Regions from separate parts of the Capsicum annuum genome. Here region 1 is linked to region 2. The links are chromatin contacts, called in public Hi-C maps. All regions are on one chromosome and are shown on one strand. The core of a region is the stretch at or near the end of the contact, and the rest is flanking DNA. Distances in the headings are between cores, read along the strand shown.

Region 1 (6,751 bases), core at 1,608-4,107, 67 kb before region 2:
ACCACAGAGTTGGCATCTGGAAACTATAATCTGCCCCTTTTTCTTTAGAGCTTTTCTTGTGTCAGACATGCCTTTCTTGCTACCAGCCATGTGAAGCATTTAACTTTAGTTGGTGCTATGTTTTTCCAAATATTGCTCCACAAAAATTGTTGTCTTCTGTTCAGCTGTGCATTACCTGTTTCATAAGCCCTCTTAACAGAGAATTTCCCATCATTATTATGCTTCCATCTCATAGAATCTGGATCTGGGGCAGTGCTCAAGTCTAAGAAGCAAATTGTCCGCCCTATCCACTTCCACTTCCACATACATCAATTGTTCCACTGCAGTTTATGCTTTAGATGATGCTGGTTTAGGTTAGGCTTCCTAAGATCTTTAACATCTATCGGCTGCTGCATTTCAAAAGTTCTAGAAGGTTAAATTGAACTACTAGCGTCATTTGGTCCAGACCCTCCTATTAATTGAGAAAATGAAAAAGAGAAGAATTGTATGCTGTGACAATGTTCTATAACAAATAAACTATAATATATCTGATTAGCAAATATATTGGATGTGGGGACTTCAACATCTAATAACTTCCATGACTTGCTGGTTTATGTAGCTGTCCTGTCCATCTCCAATTTTCAATTGAATCTTACCCACTGTATTTTTCTTATGACTGAGAAATCCGTTTGAACCACCCTTAGGATCAACTGTAGCTTTTGAAACTCGGGGATGATAATGTGCCTTCTCCTGTACCCTTCTCCACTTAAATACCAGGCTTAGTTTGCATGGCCGGGCTCGAACCTGTGATCTAAGTCACAAGTTCCTTACCCTTTGCCACTTGAACTAAGCCCTAAGGGCTACCTGCCTTATTATTGTATCTGAGGATTAGTGGTTCCCTTTTCTAGTATGTTACTCTCTAAGTTGGAAGCAATAAACAAACAAGTAAGATTCAGAATTACCACCTCAACTTTTTGCCATTCCCCGAACTCTTTCTCTCATATTTCCCTTGTATAAAAATGCACATATGGATGACATATGCTCACATATTTGACCTCTTGGAAATGTTACCTTCTCAAAAAAAATATTTGACCTCTTGGATTTCACCACCAGAATATCATGCCATAGGAGGTGGTCCCGTGTAGGAGTGTGTTAAAATAAAACCTTAAGATTTGTAGAACTGATGAAACACAACAGTAGAGGAAAGCTGTTTCTATGGGTCTAGTTGCAAGTGAATATGTGGGATTCTGCCTTCTTGGTTTCATGTCTGCATCTTTGAATCTTTGACAGATAAATTAGCCAAAACACCCTCAAAACTCGTAGAAACGAGCGACCAAAAGGTGACAGCTCCTTTTTGATTGATGAATAACAGAAAACTAAAACTCATTGATGTCATCAGGCAGCTGTCTCCTGTCTTTCTTAAGAGAGTAATTAGTTTTTGCTGATTTTGTGATGATCATTGTAAAAGTCACTACTATGATTCTATGAAACATTGTAGTGCCCGCTAGAACAATTCTGTTACAGTAAGTGAGAAATGTTGAGAGCATCAGATATGCCAACACTGGAACATATCAAAAGATTACTTGATGAAGCGAGCAGTGATACCTCTGTCGGTGTTGCCTGTCATGGCACTTGGAATTAAGAGCAAAAAATGGTTGGCAAGGAAGTACAGACCATATAGTCATTTGACCTTTTAAGTGTAACAGTGGGGTTACCGCTGTATGGTTTTGTGGTTTCAAAATCTTAAAAGGGGGTGACGTGCCTTATAGTTTGTTGTTAGAGAACTGATGCCCCATGCAAATGGCAAGGATAATGTATCTACTGTAAAATAAAACAGCATGAATCGTGCAAAAATCCATTTCGAAGTTATGGTTGGTGTTTTTGGTCATTTTATTCCCAGAAAGTGTGTGGAGAATTTCTTAATTCCTTCCAGAACCACACATGATGAGGAAAAGAAACAAACGAATGTGAGAATCTGTAGATAGACCAATCTATCATGATGCATGCTTTTGGATCTGCTTATATTTGTGAAAGTTAATTTTGATTAGCTCCCCGTGAAGCACCTGTAGAGATGAAGATCCTGTATTTGCTGTCTCCTTGCTTATTTGTTATCAAGTTTTATTTGACTTTTTATGTTTGTTTTTCAGGGACGAGATGTCCTTTCAATATTCCCCAATGTCAGAAGATTCAGATGATTCTAGATGCTATGAGCCTTTGACAAATACCAGCTCCCCCCAACCTGAGAGTAGACCAACTAGTCCAGTCTCACCCTACCGATATCACAGACCAGTGAATGGGTTCTCATCAGGCCCTCCCTCCACGTCATGCCCATCACATTCCTGCTACCTCCCTCCTGCTACATCTCCACAACCTCGTCAACGAGGTTCTGATTCTGAGGGTCGATTTCCATCATCACCAAGTGACATATGCCATTCTGCTGACTTAAGGAGAGCTGCACTTTTGCGGTCTGTTCAAATGAGGACCCAACCTCCCGGACCATCATCATTTGAATTGCATTTTACTCCAGGGCAGGAGCCTAGTCATATGGAGACCGAGGACCGACCTTGTTCCTACATGAAATCTTTAGTTGATGAGAGGGAATATAAGGTTGACCAGTGCTCCTCAATGAGTGTATCAGCACCTGAAACTGGGGAAAGTGCCTGTAGAATTTTGAATATGGAACCAAAAGGAGATGAATCTGTAGATTAAAAACAATACTTAAACCTGACCTAATGAGGACTTCTAGCAAGACAGTTGTGCACAACTAGAGCTTTCAGAGAATTGACTTGTATGCTCAAAATTAACAACTTCAGAAGATAGTCCTGTTCTATGACCCTCTGTTAACACAATTCCTCAATTCTGACATTCCTTTCTCGTCCTCCTTTACTTCCCTGCCCCATGCCACTCCACTCTCAAAATTCTTACTTGTGGATTGGAAAAACATGTTAACGAAAGCAATCAACGAAATGTTTATTCAACCGCCAGTAGAAACTGGATGCCAGCTAAATCTCAAGTGGTATAGATATGATAATGGGGCATCTGATGGGTTGGTTTATTGTTTGTTGTTTAATCAAGTACGATAACGAAGTGGAGAAATTGTATTTTCAATTGTAAAAGATAAAAAATTCCCTGAACGTATTAAAAATAACTCAAAATGCTCTTTCTTACATCTATTGGGTTAAAAATGTCTCAGAATTTTTCTTTTGTACATACATAAACTCAAAGCATTGAGCCTAGGCTAGTGCACATAATTACATCCAGACAGGTATATCTCCAAGTTGCACATGAACTAGTAGGCTTTAGCTTAATAAATGTTGACAAATGAAGACAACTAATATATCCCTGACAATGAATTAAGAGGGGGGGAAAAGTCGAATTCGAGGTATACCGATCAAAATAAATTTAATGTCATTTTTTGGTTACAGATTCTGCTTTATTAAATCTGATTAAAGATACATGAAAATAATAGTGTTGTGAGGCAAATTTTAGGTTAAATTATACTCCATGTGCTTTTCTTTAAGATAGTTGATATAACATTTTTTATGTTTGATTATACATTTCTCCTCAAACGTTCATCTTGCATGAGGAATCATCCAATATATATTGTAGATGCCATTTTACTACTCAAAACTCGTGAACTAATCACATTTCTAGCTTATCGATGTGTTTGAGAAACATACAATGAACTAAAAATTATATAAATACACAACTTATGTTTCAAATATTATAAAAAATCTCAACTCCCTAAATATATTACAAAAATTTCAACATATACACAGAATGCTATGTATATGTCGGCTATGTTATGTATATTAATAGGGAGAGAGAGTAAAATAATTAAAAAAGTGGGAGATAGTGTAATTACTTCTAAAAGGATTGATATTTATGTTATTTATACTAAAATTAAACTACCAAATTTATGCACAAGATAACATGTCATCTATTATATGTAGTATCTCTTTTTTCCATCAATATCTATCATTAATTAGATATTTGATAGGAGTGACGTTAGTGAGGAGACAACAAGGGCGCTGAATGCCTTGTACCAGACGCGCCTTCCTAATAACCTAAATAGCCTTCTTCAAACATGCTGGTAGAAAATAACACTCGAATTGCATCAAATGTAATTCATTTGATTTGAGAACGTTATTGCCTTGTAGTAGCTGAAAATTTACAAGCTCTCCACCAGATTCAAAAATGGGCAAATCACATAACTATACAAGGTAAGAGTCAATATTACAAAAACTATCACTAGTTTTTAATTTATAAAATATAACAAAATCTACCAAAGGTAAAAAACACACAGTTAAAATAGCATGATTTAAGAAGACAATTTAATAATTGATATTTTATCTTATAAATTCTTCTATATTTTTCAACTAAGTTCTTTTAAAAAAAAAATAGTAAATAAGATAACCATAAAAACAACACATTTATTTGATATTTTTTTTTTTATGTTTTTAAATTTAATTTATTTAATTCAATGAACATTAATTTTTAATACTTCTAAGAAAAAACATCGATAGTAAATTCTCCGATTGATTCAAACCACATCTTATACAAATTTCATACACCATAAAATTATTAATAAACTTATTTGTATATCGATCAAACACCATAATAGATCAATTTCTATACATTTTAGACACCATAAAATTATCGATACACCAATTTTTATATATTTTCGACACTATAAAATTACTATTATTGATACACCTATTTGTAAAGAGTTCAAACACTATAAAATTATTGATATACCAATTTCTAAGACACCTTAAAATAAAATTGATGATATACCAATCTCTATATAATTCAGACACCATAAAATTATTAATATATCAAGTTCTAACTATTTCAAAAATCATAAAATTATTAATACACCAATTTTTATATAATTCAGACACCATAAAACTATTGATACATCAATTTCTATACAATTCATGCACCATAAAATCATTGATAACCTTCACTTGCCGATGTCATCAAAAAATTCTCGAAACTCCTCGAAATTGCATAGCTACATTTTGCAATACTTCTGAAAAATTGTAACTGGTGTCTATTTTTCTAACGATCATGTGTCGTATAGCTATGTAACTGGTTTCTTGCATTCTTTTAAGGTGCAAACAGGTGTAAATAGGAACATAGTGAATTTAGAACTCTTTTTTTTGCTGTGAACGTGAATAATGAGACTAAGGTGGAAAGGAAAAGAGGCAGAGTTAAAGTTCTTGCAGATCCAATTTCAGAAATAGTCCGACAGCTCCAATCTTCTTTTGAGTGTTTTTTTTAATCTTTTGGGTGATTTTTGGTAACTTTGGAAGAGGTAGCTACACAATTTTTTGACTTTTTGATGATTTTTGTATTTCTTACTTCGATTTTAGCAGTCATGGAAGGTTAAAGGTGTGATTTTTTAACTGAGAGAAAGAGAGGAGAGAAAAAGGAAGAGTAGGGGTTTTTGGATTAGATTTTTTACAGAAAAAAGGAACTGAATAGTTTGGTAGATTTTGGAAATAAAAACTACATTTTGTAAATAAAAAATTATAGTGGTAGATTTTGTAATATTTAGGAAAAAGGGAACTGAATAATTGGTAGATTTTGTAAATAAAAAATAATAGTGGTAGATTTTGTAATATTTACTCTTAGAGTGTACATTTAGGTGATTTTACCTTCAAAAATAAAGATCAAGATGGATTTTCATTGATTTTTCTTCCCTCACAAAATCATAATGTCTATATATCCTATGAAAAAGGGCCTAAAATGCCCTTCACCTATTGAAAGTGATGCAAAATACCCTTCATTCATTTTTAGGCTCTATAGTATCCTTCACATCTACATTTGGGCTCCAAAATACCCTTCACATCTATATTTGGGCTCCAAAATATTCTTTATTTAACATTTTCAATATTAAATAAATAAACAAAGGTTTCATTAATGAAGTGGCACATTCCCGCTGGTCCTCATTTTATTAATTAAAAAATTAAAAAATCCTAATTGACAATGTCTTATTTTGAAATCTATGATCTAACACTTTTTATTGGTTGAAATTCATGTGATGAACAGATAAAAATTTGTTGTACATTCATCGAACATGCCATGGTTCTTAGAACATAACAATTCTCACCCCACGATTTTTACAAGCTGAGATCCTGATTATGGGAGCTTCACTTTTAGAAATCTTTTGGAGCATACAAAAGAAATGATGCTTTGCCTGGTGAACTACAATGCTATAGTGCATGTAAATTAAAAGGGGGTTTAGAAATTAGTTGTAGCAGACCGATAGATGATTTTGTCTGCGTTCAGTAATTCTAGGATTCTAGCTAATTTTCTCTAAAGTGATATCAATGACACTAAATACAACAACAACAATCTGCTGAAATGTGTTGTGAACGCAATTATAATAGAAGTAGTCGTGGAATTATTACTTCGTATTTAAATGTAGAAAAGTAATTTGTCATGACATTTGATTATAAGGTTCATTAAATCTCATTTCATCTTTCACGCATAAAATTGACCATGTTAATTTACCTCTAAAACAAAGGTCAAGAAGCAGATTTTGGCTTGATTTCACAAACTCTAAAGGAAGAAAGTAACTTTGGTGCAATCCTTATAGGGATACCAGACACATATAATCATTCATAAAAGAAAGATGCACACTTTGACATGATTTCTCAACAAAAAGTGCTAAATACTAATATATTAATATTGATCATCAGGTATAGATGAGGTACGTGTTGTGGGTTAGAATTTTTTAAATAATAAAATGGGGTCCAAGGAA
Region 2 (7,091 bases), core at 779-3,278:
GAGTTCCATATATTTTAGAAAGTCTAATAAAAAGGAAATTTTTTAATTATATTTCCTATCATATATTTTAGGAGTCCCATATATTTTAGGAAGTCTAGTTAACATAATAAAAAATAAATTAAAAAATTTAGTGAAAATATAGTTTTGTCTAAAGAAGAGTCTTTTAATTAAAGGGCAAAAAGTTCAAATCACTTTTCTAAGGGTCTTCACATTTTTAATATATGTATATGTGTGTGTGTGTATATATATATATATATATATATATATATATATATATATATATATGTTTTTTACTGCCTGCTTGCTCCGTGATATTATTATATCACCCCTAATTAATTATTATATGACATTTACGTATTAAAAAAATTATAATATTTAATGAAAAATAAAATAGACACTTATAAAGTAAAATGGATATTTATGATATGGTTGTTTCAGCCGCTTCAACTATAATTTTAATATATCACATATAATTAATTATTATGAGTCATCTAAGTATTTAAAAATTGATAATATCTATTTTTAAAAAGTGAAATAAACATAAAATGATAAATTAATTCTTGATGTTTTAAATTAATTTGGTATCTTATGTAAGGCCCACTTAAAAAATTTCACAAGCATTTTTTATAGCAATTTTGTTATATCACTTTAATTAGTCATTATGAGTCATTCAAGACGTGCTGGTTTCGCTATTTCAATCGTGATATTTGATTTACTCTCAAAATTACATCAGTTTCGCTTAAATTGAAATAGAAAAAAACTATTATAAATTACAATAATTAAAAACTTAAATTGCTTTGAAAGTCTAAATTCACTATCAATACCACAAAAGTTTAAACAAGAAGAGTACTATAAATTACAATTGCAAACAACATAAAATAGTAAATTACAATGTCGAAAAAGTATTATAGATTACAATAGTTATCGATGTCATATTAATTAGGATAAAGAGATATTACTTGAAAATTACATTAAAAGTCGTATAAATTATAATATAATTAACAACTTAAAATATCTAAACCTATATATAGCAAATCTGATTGACTTTCTCAAACATTTCATCAGCATCATATAAATTAAGACAAACAAATAACATATAATATTGAAAAAGTAGCACATCGGGGCTTGTGCTGACACAGACTCCAATATCTAGTATACAAATACAAATCACATATTTAATCAAGATTTAATTAAATATCATATAAGTGCACCGCTTATGGTGGGACTGTTTTAAACTTAAATATAAAAATACGTTTGACCATAAGAATTATTTTACTTTAATAAAAATTATTTTGAAAAAGTGATAACTTGTTTTCACTTTTCTCACTCCTATTTCTCTCAGAAAATTTTAAAAACAACTCCAATTTATATTCATGGTAAAACAAAACACCAACTCCAACTCCAAAAAATATTATTTTCATAGCCAAACTGGACCAAAGTTAGGTGCAAATTTAAACCTCTGTGGAATGATATCGTCTTTGAACCATTTCTAATTCTTTAAAGTGAATTTTTGATTCCTATCCATTTCTAATTCAAATGTTACATAGATGTTTATTCCATCTCAGGAAAAGGTTTGTTTGGCTGATACAACAGATTGAATCGTAGTCTTTGAGGATTGAAATTAAGATTGGATTCTGGAATTGTGGATTGACCAAACAAGACCCAGCACCCCCCCCCCCCGCTTTTTATTTTTTTTTGGTTTTGACAAATTAGTCAACAGACAATTTAAGATATGTTAACCGAATTAGAGCAGTCCGACTTCTAATCACCTATTTGTCAAACAACATATTACACTGCTACAAATTCATGAGACCTGTCAAAGAAACAATTACACAACATCCAGGCCAACTCAATTTCCTTGTCCTTCTCTCTGTCGACATAACGCCCACAAAGCAGATTTTCACATCCCATGATGCCGTGCATTTCGGCAGTTTGAAACTATATATCCCAGTTTGCTAAGTGATATTTACGGTTATTTGGGGAGGAGATAGCCGGTGACAGCCGCAGTTAATGAAGACGCAAGCGCCGAAAGCAATCAATGGTAAAAACTACCACAAACAATCATCCCTCGGGTGATAACCTTTTCAGCTACCAGAAAATGGGGCAGTAAAAGAATAATAGAACAAGGGACCTGACTTGCCCTTGACTTAGGGTTAATAAGGACATCAATATCTTCTTTGCTTTTTCTCGCAAGAATACACATCCATCCCTGTTAAAATCGGATAGTCAAGGCATAGCTTAGTTAAGCTTTCCTGTCCAGACCAGTAAATATGAAAATGAAATTGAATTAAGCAATTAAACTAGGGACATGCATAAGGGAAAACTCGACTAACATTTCATATAGGGATAATTGCATAAATCCCCTGGAATTATATATGCACCACTATTGCATATATAATGGTACAATACTTAGGGCAACCAATTCCTTACAAGATGGGACAGGCAGTAAAAAGGTGTATTTCAGCAGCTAAAAGCAATGTCAAGGAGACACATGAAGGGTTTTTGTGGGAAGGGGAACGAAGAGGCTTGAAGCTAGTGATATTATTGTTAGCATGTGAACATTCTTGAATAGAGAAGATGTTTTGAAAATCAAGAATCAATCGTCAGATGTATCAATGATGGAAGGCAGATCTTCAAGGTGCATTATCCCCTCATGCAGCATCTGAAGATCCTCCATATGCACTTTCAGCACCATACATTCCTCCAGATCCCCTTTCTTTTCCGTAAGTTGACTTTTGAGTTCTGTCAAGTACTTCTTAATTTGTAAAGCCATCTTGCATCTAGCATCCTCATTTTCAGACTTGGAAGCAGATGATGAGTTGCTAGGCAGTAGAGAAGCTGATAGGCAATGACCGCAAACAATAGTACCATTCAACCTAAGAAGAGAAAAATACGTAACAAAGTTACACCAAGTATATTCTCATCCATTCTAGTAAAGGCAAGATCAAATTAGTAACAAGCTGCGCAACAATTTGATTTCAGATGGCATATTAAAACTATGACCAAAAAATAGATGAAATATCATAGGATATCAACCAGTGTCCACCAATAATGGAAGAACAGTATGTTCTGCTAAGGAAAAGAAGCGAGAAAATGAAAAGCCCAGATGTCAATTATCAGTCTTCTCATACTTTTTTCCGTGTGTCGGTATCAGTCTCTCATAGTTTACCGCATACAAAAAATAGGTACATGCAAGGAAAATGGATGCTAATGGTCGAGAACCACATGGAACAATAAGGAATATGATTAATGGTGATTCTGTAATAAAGCGAAGTGGTTTCTGGATTGATTTCTTCCCTCCAACTCCTTCCAAAAATGAAGTCATGAGAACAGTTTTACACTTTTGAGATAGCAAATACCGGTCAAGAGTGACAACAGATGAAAACAGTAACAATAAGACTTTTTATACCAGGTTGAACCACCACTTACTTTTTGAGGATCGACTCTGATTCTGTGTCATTCTCGACTGTAAATAATGCATCTACGCCATCCTTGCTTACCCATGCCAGCCCTTCTGTCGTGCCAACCGATTTACAGATCGAGTGTATCTCACTGAAGGTAGCATCTTCGGAAATGTCCTCAATCCTGATAGTAACAACCATAGAAGCCCGTGGGGGTTGGATTGAAAGACGAGAACTCCCAACAGTTAGCGCACCAGCTCTAATTGCTCTGTTGCAGGATTTTAAGCTCTTGCCAACAGTTACCAACAGTTAATAAACAAACTTTTCCTCATTTGAGGGGGGGCTAAAAGAAAAACTTCCAGAGATCAATAGCATACCTCGAATTGGATGTCCCAACAGTTGAGCCCATCAGGCAGATGCCTGACTGAAGATGTGTACACTTTTCCGAAGACTGAAGCTGCTTTTACAAGCTGAGAAAGGCTGATGGTAGAAGGTACATTCCCAACTGAGATTGACCTACGAACATTCAAACTAGCAGCACCTGAAGTCGTGTAAGTCGATCCAGAAGCATCATCATCATTACCAAACTCACTTTGACAAGATTTATCAACAGTTAAGATTCTGCTTTTAACAGGATTCTTGCTTTCGCTGCGAGACTTGCGAGATGGTACTATTCTACCATTACCAAGTTTCTGTGACTCAAAAGGTATTGATAACATCTTCAAGCAAATCAGTTCATGTATCCAATGATTAGAAGTCCTATGCTATTAATAAAATCAGAAAAGCATACCAGCAAATGATCGGGCTTCTCCGTCACCAACTTCAGCTGCCCAATAGCTCTTTGTACTGGAGGACCCAGGTCTGAGAAGTCATTATCATCATTATGGACTTTAAATAGTAAACCCTTTGAGCTCTTAAATCTTTGGAACTGGAAGCTGGTTAATTTTAAAGTGTAAGAATAGCACAATAATCAATAAGAAAGCATGAAGTTTGATCTTAAATAGTCAGAATAAAGTCTGTAAAATCCACAGGGAAGAGAGGGCACAGGCCAAATACCAAGTTCCTTTTTTCTCCGTTCTTTGCCTCCCAACTTTGATACCCCAAAGTGTCATGTCTCATATACCTGCCCATCTTACCAGATTATAATTACCATACCCTAAAACCTCCAGATTCTAGTCTTCACTATTCATCTAAGTATAACTACTTAAAGCTAATGAGACTTCAGGAAGGTATTGGAAGGTAGTTTATTCTTTTTCTCAAGCTATTATGCGTAGAGGTCTTTGCTATGCTATTGTCATTTGACACATTCAGTCCTTTTAGTTTTTGCAGCTGGCCCTTGGTTTTGCTTGTTGGTTATACACAGTTTTAAACCAAACACAAGTTTAAGTTATACACTGTATAACCAATTTTGAATTCAATGAACCAAACACCCAATAAAAAATAATATTTGAATTACTAGTCTTGGATTTTAATCCCTGAATAGTAATTCCGATCTAACTTGTTTATAAACCAAATGACACCTAAGTGCCTTTAGATTGAACTCTTGAGGATAGGTCAATCAGTTTTAAACTATAACAAACACACAAATCAGACCAACTCTTGCCTTGTATATGTAGAGGCTATCCAAACATATGTTATAGTATGGATTTTATAGATTTTCACAAGATACATTATAGTAAATATACTGTGGAATGCTGATGCATGATAGAGAATAGAAAAGCTAAATTTAACCAACACCACAAAGAATCCAATTTCAACGAGCAATGAGAAAGACTGATGAATTAGACAAGAATACTGAACATGGAAAAAAAGGACAAAAGGAGAGACTTTGAACTTTTCACACTCACACCAGCTGGAAAATTTTTCATTTTTCTAAATATACCAGCCGAAGACCATTTCCATGACAAGCATTCATAGATACTTTATATGCACTTGCTGACTAACACGTGAACTGCATGAATGCCTATTTTCAAGCACTGTATACAGAAATAGAAATAGATAAGAAGAAATCCCACCACTCTTTATGAAGCGTGGTAAGAGCTGAGTGTTGAGTGTTCCTTTGATGGTGCATTGCAAAAATTGACAATTTTCGGCAGGGTTTTGGAGAATTACTTTCCTAAGCTACAAATTATGTATTATTCACCTGAATCTTGATTTGAGATCAAAATACCCGCTCAAGGGATGATCCACAGGATTTCCCCAGCAGAGCAGGGCAAAAAGAGTGGTTCGAACCCGAACCAGCCTAATACAATCCAATTGCCTATCTCTAGAAAAACTAAAGCACCATTCTTCTGTTAACTCTTGAGCACGTACAATTATCTCCACTGTATTAAAAGAGGGAATGGTATCAGGAAGACAACTGAATCTGCTTCATGGTCATTCTATTATATTAATCTATAATGTGGTTTCTTGGTGTAATCCAAATTTGTATCTTGGACGAAGTACATCGCTCTATCCTGCTCTATACATACTCCTAACTGCATTTGCCTTGGCGTGCTTTTAGTAAGGTAGTTAAAGCATCTTTGCTTTTGAGGTAAAATTACATAACTTTCTCAGTTGCCTATTACTCCTATAAGATTTCGACTAAGTTCATTCAAAATACTGCAAAACTCGATGTTAATCTTTCTACCTTCTCTATAGGAGAAAGACTCTCATCTCATCTCTTCATTTTCCTTTTTTTTTTTTAAATCTTTACCTGAGCTTTAAATTTCTATCGAAAACTAACTAGTCCTCTTAGTAAACAATACAAAAACGAATAGATGAACTATAATCCATAATGAAAATATCAAGATGAATTATCAAGATGACTTTGGCTAGTGCTTTGGAAATGGGGGAGAAATTGAAGAGTAGGGGGGCTTGGGAGAGTAGAGGGGATGTGGATTGTATGTGGGAGATGACTGCCAGTTGCATTAGGGAGACCGCTAGAGAGGTGTTGGGTGTCTCAAGAGGTCGATCCGACAAGCATCGAGGGGACTGGTGGTGGAACGAAAAGGTTAAGAGGAAGGTGGAGTCTAAGAAGGTAGCTTATGCTAAGTTGGTTGAGAGCAAGGATGATGAGGAGAGGCAGACGAATAAGAAGGAGTATAAGGTAGCTAAAAGAGAGGCTAAATTATCGGTTACGGCGGCTACGACAGCAGCTTTTAAGAGCTTGTATGTGGCTTTGGAGGAGAAAGGTGGGGATAAAAAGTTGTATAAGCTTGCCAAGGCCAGGGAGCGGAGGGCTCGTGACCTTGACCAAGTAAAGTGCATCAAGGGAGAGGATGATTCAGTGTTTGTTGAGGATGCCCTCATTAGGAAGAGGTGGCAGTCCTATTTTCATAAACTTTTGAACGGTGAGGGGGACAAAGGTTTTGTGTTAGGGGACTTGGAGAAATCTGAGGAGTGTTGCGATTATGGTTATTGTAGGCGTATCAAGGTTGAAGAGGTCATGGGGGGCTATTCCAACGATACAACGGGGTAGGGCGATGGGGCCAGATGAGATTCCAGTGGAGTGGATTTTCGAAAGAGCACTGGCGGGGCAGGTTTGGAGTGGTTGACAAGAGAATGAGGTGGTAGTGAAGTTGGAATCGCAGGTGGTATGTAAGAGGGATAGTTTCAAGTATCTCGGGTCCGTGATTCAGGGTAACGGTGAGATTGACGAGGATGTCTCGCACCGTGTTGGGGTGGGATGGATGAAGTGGAAGCTCGCTG

Evidence for each region. Hi-C and Micro-C count contacts between places; a contact is called where the count stands out from the background.
Region 1: a contact with region 2 is called in a Hi-C map of leaf, with 3 times the contacts expected there. The contact joins two enhancer-like sites. A contact is called at or near these places in 2 of 5 Hi-C or Micro-C datasets (both in leaf).

The regions. Positions count from the first base shown.
Region 1 is chr1:162,154,602-162,161,352 of UCD10Xv1.1, reverse strand. LOC107840918 (putative protein TPRXL) reads left to right here. Exons shown (of 3, transcript XM_016684871.2): 3 at 2,127-2,828. The coding sequence ends at 2,688. Among protein-coding and RNA genes, the nearest start is that of LOC107840918, 6.0 kb to the left of the region's middle. Within about 2 kb of position 2,857, at least 3 of the 5 cell types and tissues checked have an H3K27ac peak or open chromatin away from gene starts, as enhancers often do. A contact at or near this core is called in leaf, where this site is marked.
Region 2 is chr1:162,086,073-162,093,163 of UCD10Xv1.1, reverse strand. LOC107840927 reads right to left here. Exons shown (of 7, transcript XR_007052645.1): 3 at 4,192-4,336; 4 at 3,779-4,120; 5 at 3,430-3,689; 6 at 2,446-2,876; 7 at 2,316-2,383. Among protein-coding and RNA genes, the nearest start is that of LOC107840927, 6.7 kb to the right of the region's middle. Within about 2 kb of position 2,028, at least 4 of the 5 cell types and tissues checked have an H3K27ac peak or open chromatin away from gene starts, as enhancers often do. A contact at or near this core is called in leaf, where this site is marked.